Regions from separate parts of the Mus musculus genome. Here region 2 is linked to region 1. Evidence: chromatin contacts called from public Hi-C data. All regions are on one chromosome and are shown on one strand. The core of a region is the stretch at or near the end of the contact, and the rest is flanking DNA. Distances in the headings are between cores, read along the strand shown.

The links. Hi-C and Micro-C count contacts between places; a contact is called where the count stands out from the background.
Region 2: a Hi-C map of erythroblasts shows a contact between it and region 1, with 2.0 times the contacts expected there. A contact is called at or near these places in 10 of 39 promoter capture datasets (the 3T3-L1 cell line, 3T3-L1-derived adipocytes, cranial neural crest and 6 more) and 6 of 484 Hi-C or Micro-C datasets (cerebral cortex, cortical neurons, erythroblasts and 3 more).

The regions. Positions count from the first base shown.
Region 1 is chr19:21,419,133-21,426,313 of GRCm38.p6, forward strand. It overlaps Gda (guanine deaminase), which reads right to left. Exons shown (of 14, transcript NM_010266.2): 4 at 6,399-6,486; 5 at 3,866-3,971; 6 at 242-269. Among named protein-coding and RNA genes, the nearest start is that of Gda, 50 kb to the right of the region's middle.
Region 2 is chr19:21,566,497-21,573,292 of GRCm38.p6, forward strand. No RefSeq gene overlaps it. Among named protein-coding and RNA genes, the nearest start is that of Gm38486, 26 kb to the right of the region's middle.

The sequences.
Region 1 (7,181 bases), core at 3,434-5,933:
CATGTCATTACTCTGTACACCCCAAAACTCATGGTCTTTCTCAGATGTTTTCAGTTTTAAAAAGTGTGACCTGTCTGAGCTGAGCCATTCAGTACACTGTGCCAAAAATCAACGGTTCTAGGAAAATACCTCTTATGTATAGGCAAAGCCATAGGTACACAGATTAATCTACCAGAGAACTTGACAAATCCTACAGCTAACAGAGCTGCGCTCCAGGTGAAAACTGAACAAATTTACTTACATTCTTTTGCAGCATTTCTGACACAAATCTGAAATGAAGCAACAAATGCAAGTTTAGAAACGTTAATTATTTTCAGATAAATGTTTCTAACAGCATGGGGGCTCACCACCACTAACTAGAGATTAACAAGGAATCATTATTCAGTTTTTCTTTAATAGCAAAAGAGGGAGAGGAAAGTCACAAGGAATATTGTCCCAGAACATCCTGTGAGCATCCGCATAGGTCCCAGGCTGTGCTATCAGCTCCACCACACAGGTCCCAGGCTGTGCTATTAGTTAAGTGTGATAGAGTTGCAGTGAGCCATGTTCCGTGGATGAGAGAGCATGGACTCTTAGGCACACCCAGGCACTTAGAAGTCTCGGACACTGCCCTTCTAATCCCCTCTTATGTGGAATCTGCTTATGCACACAGTATCACCTTCAGTCTCCAAGGACACAGTCTGGAAGGTGGGATAGATAATAGAGGAAAGTGAAGGACTATGACAGAGGTGTCTGTAAAGTGTATGGGGGAAGAGACAAGTGATGAACCTAGGACTTCGGCCTGCTCGACCAGTGACAATTGTCCTATGAAATAGTTATTTCTGCTCTGGCCAGAAAAGACTGTCCGTTATTGGTTGCTTCCTTCTGGTATGTTTTCAGACTAAAACATGAGTTGAGAGCCTGGGAATGTAGCTCTGTGGTAGATACTTCCCAGGTATGAACAAAGCCCTTGGTTCCATCTTTATTCTCAGGGAAAACAAATTATGGTTTAAGGTGCAGTGACCAGAGCAGTGGACTGCATAGGAGCTTAGCATACGACCAGTACTGAAAGCAGAGATGCCACCCTCTTCCAATGATCATGTATTAGTCTCTCAACTTGGCACTCCAGAGAGAACATGCTTGAAGTGAGAGAAGCCCAGGAAATAGAAGCAAAACTGAGATTTAAACTTATACCCACAAAGTATGAACCTAAAGAAACTTCTGTGTATCTCTTGATATAGAATACAAGACAGTGACCTTCCTTCTTCAAGATATCATGGAAAAGGTATCAAAGATCATGTGAGAAAAGTACTTAAATGGTCAATAATTTTCCCAATGTTATATGAAATTGGACATAATGGAAACACATGAAATAACATAACCCACACCCAAAAGCAATTGAGGAGGTTATAGATATGATCTTAGTATTTCATATGCACTTGTAGAAATGTCGCAATAAAAGTTATTACTTCATGTAACTACTTTTTAAAGTAATTTAATGAGCAGGGCACTATACTTAGCAATTCTGGTCTTCTAGAGAAACCCTGGCCTAATACAGGAATAAAAAAAAAAAAAAAAGGTATTTTTTTTTCCAGCTCTGCTTACTCCAGCCCTGCTTGCTCCGGCCCTGCTCACTCCGGCCATATTTATTTCATATATGTGGGTACACTGTCAGGGTCTTCAGACACAGCAGAAGACGGAACCAGATGCCCATTACATATGGTTGTGAGCCACCATGTGGTTGCTGGGAATTGAACTCAAGACCTCTGGAAGAACAGTCCATGCTCTCAACTGCTGAGCCATCTCTCCAGTCCCTAAAGGGTAATTTAAAAAAAAATAAAATAAAAGATCCTCCATTTATGGAGCTGAGGAGATGGTGTAGTGGGTAGGAGCACTTGCTAGGCAAGCATGAAGGCCTGAATTTGAATCCCCAGCACCAATGTAAAAAACAAAACCAAAACTGAGCTGGGCAAGCTGGGCATGCCTCAAACTCGAGTGCTGGCAGTCAGAGACAGAAGAATGCTCAGAACTAAAAATTTCAGTTCAGTGGGAGACCCTATCTCAAGGGAATAAGACAGAGAGTGTCAGAGCAGAACACCCAGCATCCTCCTCTGGCCTCCACGGGTGTGTGTACTAGTACACGCAATTTTACACGACACATGCACAAACATAAACAAATGTACATTTTTCAAAAGAAGCACACCAATTTTATAAAACAGCCTAAATCTGCCCAGTGTCCTTGGCATACTGGAAGAGGGACATAATTTGTTTTTCCTCTGAAATGCTACACTTTAAGGAGACTCTAGAATATGCCATTACATCTCAAGATTCTTGGACTTCAAAAGAAATTGCTTCAATTGTGTTGGGGGGCAAAACCAGGAGGCTGGGTGTGAGAGGAGATGAGAGAAGCTGTAGTCCACGAGAGAGTCACTGTGTGGGAATCTGGAAACTGCTCCACTCTGTTCTTACAATGTCCTTCTCAAGAAACACGTTCTTGTGATTTTCAAAGCAACCCTTCCAAACTCTGCACTTAAAATTCTAATCTTTCCCACTCGACCCTTAAAATCATTTTCGGTGAAGTGTAATTTACATACCATCAAGTTCACCCATTTTATGTGCTCTATTCAATACTTTTAGCAAATTTACTGGATTGTGGAGTTATCATAATAATGCAGTCTTTGAATTCATCTTCAGAGCGAGATCCCCTGGGTGCATAAGCAGGAGATAGACAGTTCTTTCCTGGCAACAGCAAACCTCTCCCACTTTATGACTCATGCACGGACTTGCATTTTCTCTATATTTAATATAAATGGAAGTTTATAAAGTGTGCTCTTTTGTGTGAGACTTTTCTTAGAATAATAATTTTAAAGTCCATCATGTTGTAACCACTTTGCTTTTCTCATAGCTGATCAATTTTATTGTATACCATATTTCCTGCATCCACACACCATTTGGTAGACATGTCAGATGTGTGACAAGGCCTTGGTCACATGGCCCTCTGCCTCTTTCTTGCAACTCCCAGGATTAATTAAAGAATGGCTGCAAATCTAACATCTGGAAGTTGCAGGAACCAGACCCATCAGCCAGGCTTGTCCTGGTTCCTCCCAGAAGAGGAAACCTTGTATATTTTTTTGTTTTGTTTTGTTTTCTTAGTTTTATTTCATGGGTGTGTTTGTCTGTATATGTGAGTGTGCATGTGCATGCAATGCCTGTGGATTGCAGAGGAGAACATCAGATCCTCTGGAACTGGAGTTACCAACATGTGAGAAGCCATGTGCCCTGAGAACCAGGGCTAAGGCAGGTACTGCTGAGCCATCTCTCTAGGCCCATCTTGCATTTTTTTTTTTAACTCAGTGAGTCAAGTGTCCACCTGGATTAAAACCTCAGCTAGAGTGTACTTTAGGGTTCCCCCACTGTAGTGCAATGTGGGGTATGTATAGATGACCCTCCACTCCTCCTGGGCAGCTCTGCTGAGCCTTGCAAACTAACCCACTTGGGGTCCTAGGCTTGTACTCTCCATGTTGTCTATCTATGAATCATAAATAGCCCTGCTGTGCTGAACTTGTGGTATAGCATGGATTATCCCTACCCTTTTGCAAGCAGATTGATTGGAGTCTTATCCTAGAACTGACACTGGTATATTTAGGGCACCTCCTTTGTATGTTGCATCTGGGAGAGGTGGCTTGACAACCAGCCACATTAGAGTCTTCGTGTGGACCAGCTGTGTTGTCTCTGTCCACACCATAGTTTGACATTGTCACCGTGCTCAGATCTCAACTGGGTCATAATGGTATCTACTTTCCCATCTTGATTTCAGACTCTATAAGGATAGCAGATAACTCATCTAAAATATAGATGAACCCCACCCCTCCCCTAGGCACACTACCTCTCTGTCTCCTTGACTGACTCCTCGGTGGTCTCCTTGTATTCTGGAACAGTATCATTCAAATCCATGCATACTTTGCCCACAAATGCTCGCTGCCCAAATTTATCTGTGAAGCAAACAGAGAAAGTATCTAAAAATGTGCTTTTTTAAAAAAAAAAATATCAAATTAAAATCATTCTAAAAAGTGAGAATGTTAAGAATTATCCCTCTGTCTTCACATGGTGACAATAACAAAGCCACTAAATTCAAAGAGTAGTCAACTGTCTTCCACCCAGACTCCATCGTATTCCCAGCCTGCCAGCAAATAATTGGGTATTTTACACTTCTTATTTTCGTTTTCCTTTTGGTTAAACAGTTTGTCCATGTTTCTACCAACGTTACAACTATCATGACATTCATTTTCCCTCATGGTACAAAGGGTAATAACTTCAGATCCTAGAAAATGCATTAATATTCCTTGATGTACCACCTCTCCTTCTTTTCCCTCGTTTGTTTGTCTATCTGCTCCTCTCCTGCCATCACCGGATCCAGGTCCCCTCCATGCATCTGCTGTTCCTTTTCTAGTTAAACGTAGCGTATAAAATGTTAAGAACATGGGTCCTGGGTAAGTGACTTGGCTTTGATTCCTTGCCCCTGTGATTATCTAAGATGGCAGCAACACTTGTGATTCTGTTCTAGGTACCAGACATTGTACAAAATACTCAGCCCTCAATGGCTGTCTGGCATCTACTGCTGACCCTCATAGCACAGACAGATTAACTAAGGCACAAAGATGTCCACATGCTGGGAAGCAGAACTGAGCCTAGGTCGATGACTCCACACATTTCCAAATCATGCTTATCTGAAATCTAGACTGCAGTGTCCCAGAGTCCTCTGCGCTGTGCAGGTTGATAAGAAAGACACAAAGAAAGATGCATAAGGCACATGGTTCCCAGATGCTCTGTCACAGTTCTCCCTAACCACAGCGGCATAGATACTGTTATCATCGACCGAATGCCTAACGGTGCTGGCAATGAAGGATCTTCATCAGATGGGCTGGAGGAACTCATATTTCAGTTGGGCTACATAGGTGGGGTTGTTCTACAATGTCTCCTTTGTTAACATTTTGTCTAAAGCTCCGCCCCACAGTTACCTGGCAACAGCTAGGCATGCCTGACTCACTCTAAAAGGGGCTGCTAGTCCCCTCCTCCCTCCCCCCCCCCTCTCTCTCTCTCTCTCTCTCTCCTTCTCTGCCTCTATTCCCCTCTCAACTTCCCTCCCCATACCCTGAATATACTCTATTCTATACTATACCTTTGTGTGGCTGGTCTCTCAGGGGAAGGGATGCCTCAGCATGGGCCCATGGAGGCATCCCCTTAAGCCACACCTCACCATACATCCATAAAACATATTCCCACTTTCTTTATCTTTTTATAAACACATCATCCTTGCTGTCATGAGTCTTTCAAAAGGCTTTCTGCTACTCTCTCCCTGGGGCTTATTTTAATATCTAGTCATCATCAGATGAATCCCTTAACATCATTCTCATTATGTCACTCACTGCCCTGAAGTCTTCTTTTGAGTCTCTGGTGTACAGTCAAGGCCCTCTGTGCTCTGAACCTCCTCACACTCCTCATTGTGCAATGCATCTGCCCCTTCCTTTGAACCATGCTATTTCCTGTCTCCATCATCAATATCCCTGCTCTAGGTCCCCTGTCCACCTCATTTCCTCACTTCAGTCTCTCCAGGTTTTGTCTTCCACTCAGTTAAAGGTCACTTCCATGGAGTCTTCCCAGATGGGCAGCCTTTGCCTCTTCTGAGAACTTTCATGATCATTTTCAGTGTCAGCAACTGGCCTTTGGTATGAGCTATCTTGGAACCCAACAGTGAGGCAAATACATTACCGGTCAACAGTACTTACCAAGTACCTGCTGTATGCCAGGCATTGACTTGGGTATGTGTGGAATCATCAGCCTAAATCTAGGCTCAGTTCTGCTTCCCAGCTATGTGGACATCTTGGTGCTCTAGTTAATCTATCTGTGTATCCATAGATGTCAGACAGCCATTTACGCTGAGTATTTTGTACAATACTCAGGTACATATAGCAGGTGTTACTACAAGTATTAATCAATGTGCTTAAGTGTCCTTTCTGGTTCTTTTAGGACAAAGATTTTTCTTCTAGTTCACTGCAGTGCTAGCATCAAGCACAATGCCCAGAATCTAGCTAACTGTCAAGACCTATCCATTGATTACAATATAACAAACTGTTGCCACAGCTACACTGATAAAGGTGCTCTAAAGAGCCCCAAATCAATATGCCAAATTCCTGATCTATAAATGTTATCCTGGAACCAGAACCCATATAGAAATAATTAAAGCATTTAAACAATAAAAATCCATTTAGGGCTCTAGGATATTCAGAGTCACTCACAAAGTGCAAATGCTCAAATTCTAGATCCAAAGGCACAGCTTCCCACTGAGTATAAACTCTCTCCAGGCATGCTCTGGTTGTCTTTGCTTGACATGCCCCTAAATCCTGCTTTTAGCTGCTCACCTGTAATTTCCGCAAGGATCAGGGATGAGTCAGTGTGAATTGTTCCAAAGTAGCAAGCCGTGGTGGTGCCGTTCTTCAGTGTTCTCCTCTAAAAATAAAGCACAAAAAAAAAAAAAAAAAAAATCCTGAATCGCATGTGCTCAGAAAAGTCACATGGCACACATGGATGAAAATAGAAGTCTGGTTTTTAATTTTAAGATGTGTTTATTTAAAGGTATGCCATCTTGATGTGGAAGAGACTAAGTAAATGGCAAAAGTATTTATACTCTAAAAGTGTGAGTTTAAGGAAAAGTTGGCGCTTCTCATTTTCTAGATTCGCATGGTTGGGTACCCAGAGGTCATAAAATGAGATGCCAGTTCTTTGGGATTGCGAAAGGCTATTTGGATTTTTATTAATCTATGAGTATGCAAGCGGGATCTTTGTTTCTGTATATGACGACGTAATATTATTTTCTGCTCCAACCTGGCAAGAACAATAATCATTATGTCTTCTCTCCTTAGTGAATTTTCACTTGCACCACAATAAGTGAGGGCAACATAGATTAACTGCCAAGAAAAACACAAGAAGAGACAACAGCAGAGGAAAACACAGAGAAGAGGCTGGAAGCCTGGGAAGAGGGAGGGCATTCGGGGAGCTAGCAGGACACTAGCTGGAGTCTGTACAGCCACATTCCCTCTGTGGAAGCTTCCTAACCATTCCTAACCTGTTCTGTGTATGGAATCATTCTCCTTAGAAACTGCTAATGTGGAAAGGGCACAAAATCCCGGGTAACAAGATGAAGA
Region 2 (6,796 bases), core at 390-2,889, 140 kb after region 1:
CTCCCACCTGAAGAAGTGTGCCCTTATCAATACTCTTAGCTCCACACCTCTCCACCTGCCCTCAATTTTAGTTGCCGTGTTACATTTAGTCCCAGGGAAACAGCTCCAACCACCTGCCTGTAGAAGTGGCCTGTGGAGATCTCACATGGCTGCTTGGCTTTTCTCTCTCCGAAGCATGGCTGCCTCTCTCTTCCTGACTCTCCTGCCTCCAGGGACCCGGAAGTCACACCTATTCCTTCTGCCCAGGAATTGGCCCATGGCTTCTTTACTGACAGATTAAGAACCAATTGGGAAACAGTACCTTGTTTGTTCAAATTATGTTTTAAATACCACTCCCCTCAGGAAACCAGTAACAGATGAAGTAGAGTTCTGCCCGCATGAGTAATCCACTCTGGGGATACTGGTTAGTTCATATCGTTGTCCCTTATAGGGGGCTGCAAACGCCTTCAGCTCCTTGGGTACTTTGTCCCATGGATGGCTGTGAGCATCCATTTCTGTATTTGTCAGGCACTGGCAGAGCCTCTCAGGACACAGCTTTATCAGGCTCCTGTCAGCAAGCTCTTGTTGGCATCCACAATAATGTCTGGGTTTGGTGGTTGTTTATGGGATGGATCCCCAGGTGGGGCAGTCTCTGGATGGTCATTCCTTCAGTCTCTACTCCGACCTCTGTAACTCCTTCCATGGGTATTTTGTTCCCCCTTGTGATGGTTTGTATATCCTTGGACCAGGGAGTGGCACCATCTGAAGGTGTGGCCTTGTTGGAATAGGAGTGACCTGGTTGGAATGGGTGTGTCACTGTGGGTGTGGGTATAAGATCCTCACCCTAGTTGCCTGGAAGTCAGTCTTCCACTAGCAGCCTTTGGATGAAGATGTAGAACTCTCAGCTCTGCCTGTGCCATGCCTGCCTGGATACTGCCATGCTCCCACCTTGATGATAAAGGACTGAACTTCTGAACCTGTAAGCCAGCCTCAATTAAATGTTGGTTTTTTTTTTATAAGACTTGCCTTGGTCATGGTGTCTGTTCACAGCAGTGGAACCCTAACTAAGACACCCCTTCTAAGAAGGATGGAAGTATCCACACTTTGGTCTTTCTTCTTCTTGAGTTTCATGTGGTTTGCAGTCAAAGAAAACACATGGCTCATGGCTCTAGCTGCATATGTAACAGAGGATGGCCAATGGGAGCAGAGGCCCTTGGTCCTGTGAAGGTTCTATGTCCCCCGTATAGGGGAATGCTAGTGCCAGGAAGCAGGAGTAGGAGGGTTGGGGAGTGGGGGGTGGAGGGGGAAAGGGGATGGGGGATTTTTGGAGAGGAAACTAGGAAAGGGGACAACATTTGAAATGTAAATAAAGCAAACATCTAATAAAAAAAAAAAAAACCTGAGTAATCCACTCATGCAGTTACGAGTCTCTCATACTTCCTGCCTTTCTCCATGTGATGGGCTGTGTCATCTTGGAACTCTACTAGCAAGAAGCCTGACACTAGATGTCACCTTCAACCTTGGGCTAAGAATATGGGCCAAATAAATGCCTTCTCTTTCTACCTTACCCAATCTTAGGCATCATGTAATAGCAACACAGAACAGACAGCTAACTGAAGTCCTGAGGCATATGCTGGTGCACCAAAAGTCCTATCTATCAATAACACAAACACATGGGCGGGAGGGGCGGGGATTCATCTCTCCCCTTTCCACTAATCATACTTTACTAAAGTTGGCAATTTGAAAACGCAAACTTATGACTCTGCTCAGATCCTTTGTGGGGGAACTTTGGATCCATTAAGTCACTTTTCACAATTTCTTTTAAAACATTAATTACCTCATTATTTGTTGAAGAATTAAGCAAGTAATATAATCTGCATTCTTGTAAGTCATTTTGAGTCATTGACTTGTTCAATGGCTTTCCCTTGATCACAAAATAAAACTAAACTCCTTATTGTGGATTTTTCTAGAAGATCACACCCAACTACTGCCACATCCTACTTGGCTTGGTCATGGAACCATCACTAGACAGTGACAGAGAAGGAATGAAGAAAGGGCAGACACACAGACATATCCAGGACAGACACTAAGGAACAACAGACACATACACATATGTACCCAGAAAGGCTGGGGTTAGGTGGGCTATTCAAACTCTGATGGAGCTGTAGCAACTATGGAAACAACCTGGAACCTCAGAATGTTAATCATGCACAGCCCAGAGAGGAGGGTGTGACCTGTCTCAGATGGTCTCAAGAGACAGCCAACTGGGGTTGTAAACACCTGGGAGGAGGAAAAGGAAGAGGGGGAGGAAAAAGAGGAAGAAGGCGAAAAGAAGAAGAAGGTGGCAGTACCCTGGAGGACAGAAAGAAGTGACTTGATGTGTAGGTCAAAGAAAGTGAGTGGAAGCCATGTGGAATGTCAAGTTTTGAGCAAGGAAAAAAACAAAGGATGGCATTAACTGAACCCAAGATTACAACAGTGACACAGCAGCCCTGGAGACAGCTGGACAGTGACACAGCAGCCCTGGAGACAGCTGTGGAAATGCTTGCTCCCCGCCCCCACCCCCACCCCTGTAGGAAGGTACATTTTGTCATTAACCTGGTTTCTAGCTGTACGTGCACTGTGATAACAAAAAGCAGGTTCATTTGTAATTGGCCTTGCTATGTTGCTTGGTATTGCTACAGACAAGGTAGCTCCTCCCTGTCTGCATCTAGGCAAGGACATATAATTTCATGGACTGCTAGATTGGAGCTATTCTCTGGTGTGTTGTTACCAACAGACTCAGGCCCACCTTCTGATGCTGCTGGTGCTTGGCACATCCAGAAAGACCTGGGAACTGGTTCTGCCTCTGTGAGTGGAACAGCCTGGCCTATAAAGTATGTTGCAGGAAAGCCAGAGCTACACAGAGAAACCATGTCTTTAAAATTAATTAATTAATTAATTAATTAATTAAAAGATCAGTTTACTCACATACTTTATTCTTTCTCTCTCTCTCTCTTTCTCTCTCTCTCTCTCTCTCGTGTGTGTGTGTGTGTGTGTGTGTGTGTGTGTGTGTGTGTGTGAGAGAGAGAGAGAGAGAGAGAGAGAGAGAGAGAGAGAGAGAGATTACTTGAGTTTTTGCTAAAGTCTCACTCATTTTCAGGCTCTGGGGACAGTGTTAGTGGCACAAACCAAAAGGATTGACTTTCCCTCCTATGGTCATAGACTTACACTCTGGGACAGCCTGGGCTGGGTTCCTTCTTTTACAGAACCTATGCCAGGGCGTCTTGATCAGAGTTAGTCCTCCTAAGGGCAAGGATGGGGGTCTGTGGATGTGGCTTCTGCTCATTGGTTCCCTCCAGTCTCCCTAGCTTCAGGGCCTGTGCTTTCTTCATTTTGCCCAGGACAGACTCTTCCATCAAATCTTCCCAATGCAAAATAGTTCTTTTTAGGTTTATTTGGTTTTGGGATTTTGGTTTTTCAAGACAGGGGTTCTCTATGTGACCCTGGAAGTCCTGGAACTTGCTCCGTAGACCAGGCTGGTCTCAAACTCACAGAAATCTTCCTGTCTTTGCCTCCCGAGTGGTGGGATTAAAGAAAATAATTTTTAAAGATCAAGGACCTGTCAACCTTATTCATGCCCTATATTTTTCTGCTCCTAGAGAAAAGCCTAACTGGCAGGACATCAGTGTATTTGTATTCGCTGACTAGCACATCAATTCTAATTTCCAGTACATGGTAGTGCATGTATGTAATGCCAGGACAACTGAGATATACGTTAAATCTGGACTGTGTAGTAAGATCTTGTTTTAAAAAGAATAACAAAACGTCAGTCTAGATTTCTATGGTCTATTTATATTAATAATTTTTGAGTTTGAACATTTTGAATATCTGTACTTAGTCTATTACCCATGTAGACTTAAATTAAGACAATTGACCTTAAGGGTAGAGCAAACCTGGGTTTTAGTACTAGCTTTGAAATCTCTCACTCTACTTCCTAAGCAAATTATTTAAGCCCTGTTTCCATCCATTTCATTACATTTGATAATAACAATAATAATATCTTCCTCATAAACTGATTTTAAAATTAAGGCGATGTGGTATGTGTTAAGTCCTCAACCAACACAACACAAATATATATAATATAAATATATATATATATATATGTACATATATTTTTTTCTTGTACTCATCCCCAAAACAGTGAGACTCAGTGAATTCATCAGATGGGGTTTAGACAGGCTAGAGATAGACATGAGGTATTCCCTATTGACCTTGGGCATAAGGCATTTCACATTGAGAGGAACTGGGTGAAGGAAGCCGGTTGAGCCATTCCAGAAATGCCTAGCGCATGCAGACTACGGGCTGAATTAGTCCATGTATTCGTTTGAAAGTATTTTTCACACCTCTCACCAAGAACAGTGTGCTAAGGCAGGATCAAAGGGAATCAATGGTGGCTCCTGCCCTGCAGGGGCTGCTTCCAGCAAAGAGCACAGTTGTCAGAGGCCTATACCGGCTCCTGCTGTTGCCCTGGCAGCATAAACACAGAAGAAAGCAAGCAGCATTTCTCCACGTGGGAGGCAAGTAAGAGCTGAATACGAGAACAGGATCCTGTTGCAGAGGTTTGAGACAAGGCTCAATGGAGGTCCCTTGCAAGATTTTGAATACGGAAGTGAACCAAGTACCAGAAATGGAAACGATAAACAGATCAGCAAATACTCATTTATTTTTTAATACACCCATACTCACCCATCTTCAAACTGGCACCATCCTTTATAGTTAAATCAATCCCGGGCCTCTGAAGCTGCCTGCAGTCGTCACTTTGTATGGAGAGAGGCAGTAAGATTTGCAAACCCTGCTGCCTCTCTGCCTCTAGACTGCTTGGGTTGATGCAACTACTTCTGGCGGCTGTGGTCATGCGACCTCCAGGGGGCGCGATTTCCCTTAGTTCTGGTGGAACTGTGGTTCTCAAGCCAACATGAGAATTTTGTTAACTCAGTGTCGCTGGGTCCCATTCCCACAGTTCCTGGTACAGTAGGTCCGTAGGGTGGACCAAAGAATGTGCACTAGTAATGTGTCCCCAGGGTGTACTGCCTGTGCTGATCCACAAGAACCTAAGACCCTTCTTTAAAAATAGGTAAAATGGCTAGAATTTTGAAAGGGAGCCTTTCTATAAAGTCCACAAGAGAAAGGAAAAACAAAGAGTGAAATTTAAAAATTAGGTTGGGGGATGGGGGCGCAGTTCCCTGGGAGAAAGGCAGTTCTCTGGGACAAAGCATGCCGGGTACAGGAGAGGCCCTGGGCTCAATTCCTACACCATATCAAGCAAAGACAACAGACAGAGCTAAGCCAAGCAACCATGCAACTTATATGTTGTGGCCGTGAGTCCTGGATGCTAGCTGGTCTTTTCCAGTTCCCATCTTCAGGGTAGCTGTCTACATACTTTGATTATCGGAAGAGGTTTTAGCACGGCCGTGCCAGGAAAAGGTCAATGGAAACACAGTGCGGAATACAAGAACGGCACAATCCGAACGAGCAATGTAGTCGTAAAATAGAAGGACACTTTTATTTCCTTAACAGACCCTTCTTTATGTCATGTCTGCCTCCAGTCCCAAGAGCAGAGTTTTGCTTTGTACCTTGAGAATGCCTAAGGAATATCAAAAGTAAAACTGAATTCCAACACTCAGCACCCCCTGGTTGGGAGCACAGCCCACCATACCGACATTACTCATCTGTTCCCAGCTGGCTATATTTATCCTGTGAACTTTGAATCGCATGTTATTTTTAACATAACTACAGCTTTCCCGATAGCACCCAGTCTAATAAATACAGATGTCTTCTGTATTTAACCTCTGGACTGTGTCTTCCTTGGACGAAGTGTCTTGTCAAAGAGGATGAAAAAGCTCTTAGAAATCGGTGCTCAATGGCCAGAATGGTGTTTATATCAACACCAGGGCTTGGCACAACTGTTGGTCATTCTTGAAAGAAAAAAATCTGCACAAGAGGCCTCCCTTAAAGAAAGTTAATCTCTAGTTACCGTATGTATCATCTCTCGGCTACTTGAGAGCTACTAAATGCCCATGCATAGCCCCCCGCTTCTTATTTAGTTTCTGTTGTTCTCTGCCCTCGAGGAGGGGAGACCAGAAAAAGCTCCTTTATATCCCAAACACCCAAGGGCCCTAGATTACTGCAAGAACAGTAGGAGGCGAGGAAGATGGGGAGAAGATGGCCGTGTCCAGACCCACTTGAAGCTCCTCCGTGAACATCAGTTTAGATCCCGATACACAGAAGATGGAGGCTAGATGGAGAGCAACAGAGCAAGAGGGATTCAAACAAGTTCTGGTAGCTGCGGATCCACACCCCACTCTCTTCTCTGCCGGATACATCTCAGACAACAGCGTTTTACCTGTCACTCAACCTAACGAGGAGGTGTGAGAAAGAAGCCAGAGCTGAAGCAATCCTGAAAGGAATAAGCAACACAGTTCTATGGAGTGTGAGAACTGGAGCAAATGGGGTGGGGGTTGGGGGGAAGGGACGACGGAAAGGGGAAGAGAGAGAAACTTTCTCAGGATAAGCTGTTCTTGTCACCAGTCTACATTCACCCGTGTGCGTGCACACATTCATCATGATGGTGGATAATTCTTTCGCAGGTGCAACGCCATGCGTTTTATTCTCCCCGGGTGACTAATGAACTAAAGTAATTTTGTTTTTCTTCTTAAAATTTTGTTTTCATTTTTAAGTAGAATATAGTTCTATCATTTCCTCTTCCCTTTTCTCCATCCCAGCCTGTGTACCCCTCTCTGATCTTTTTCAAATCCATGGTCTCTGTTTTCATTAA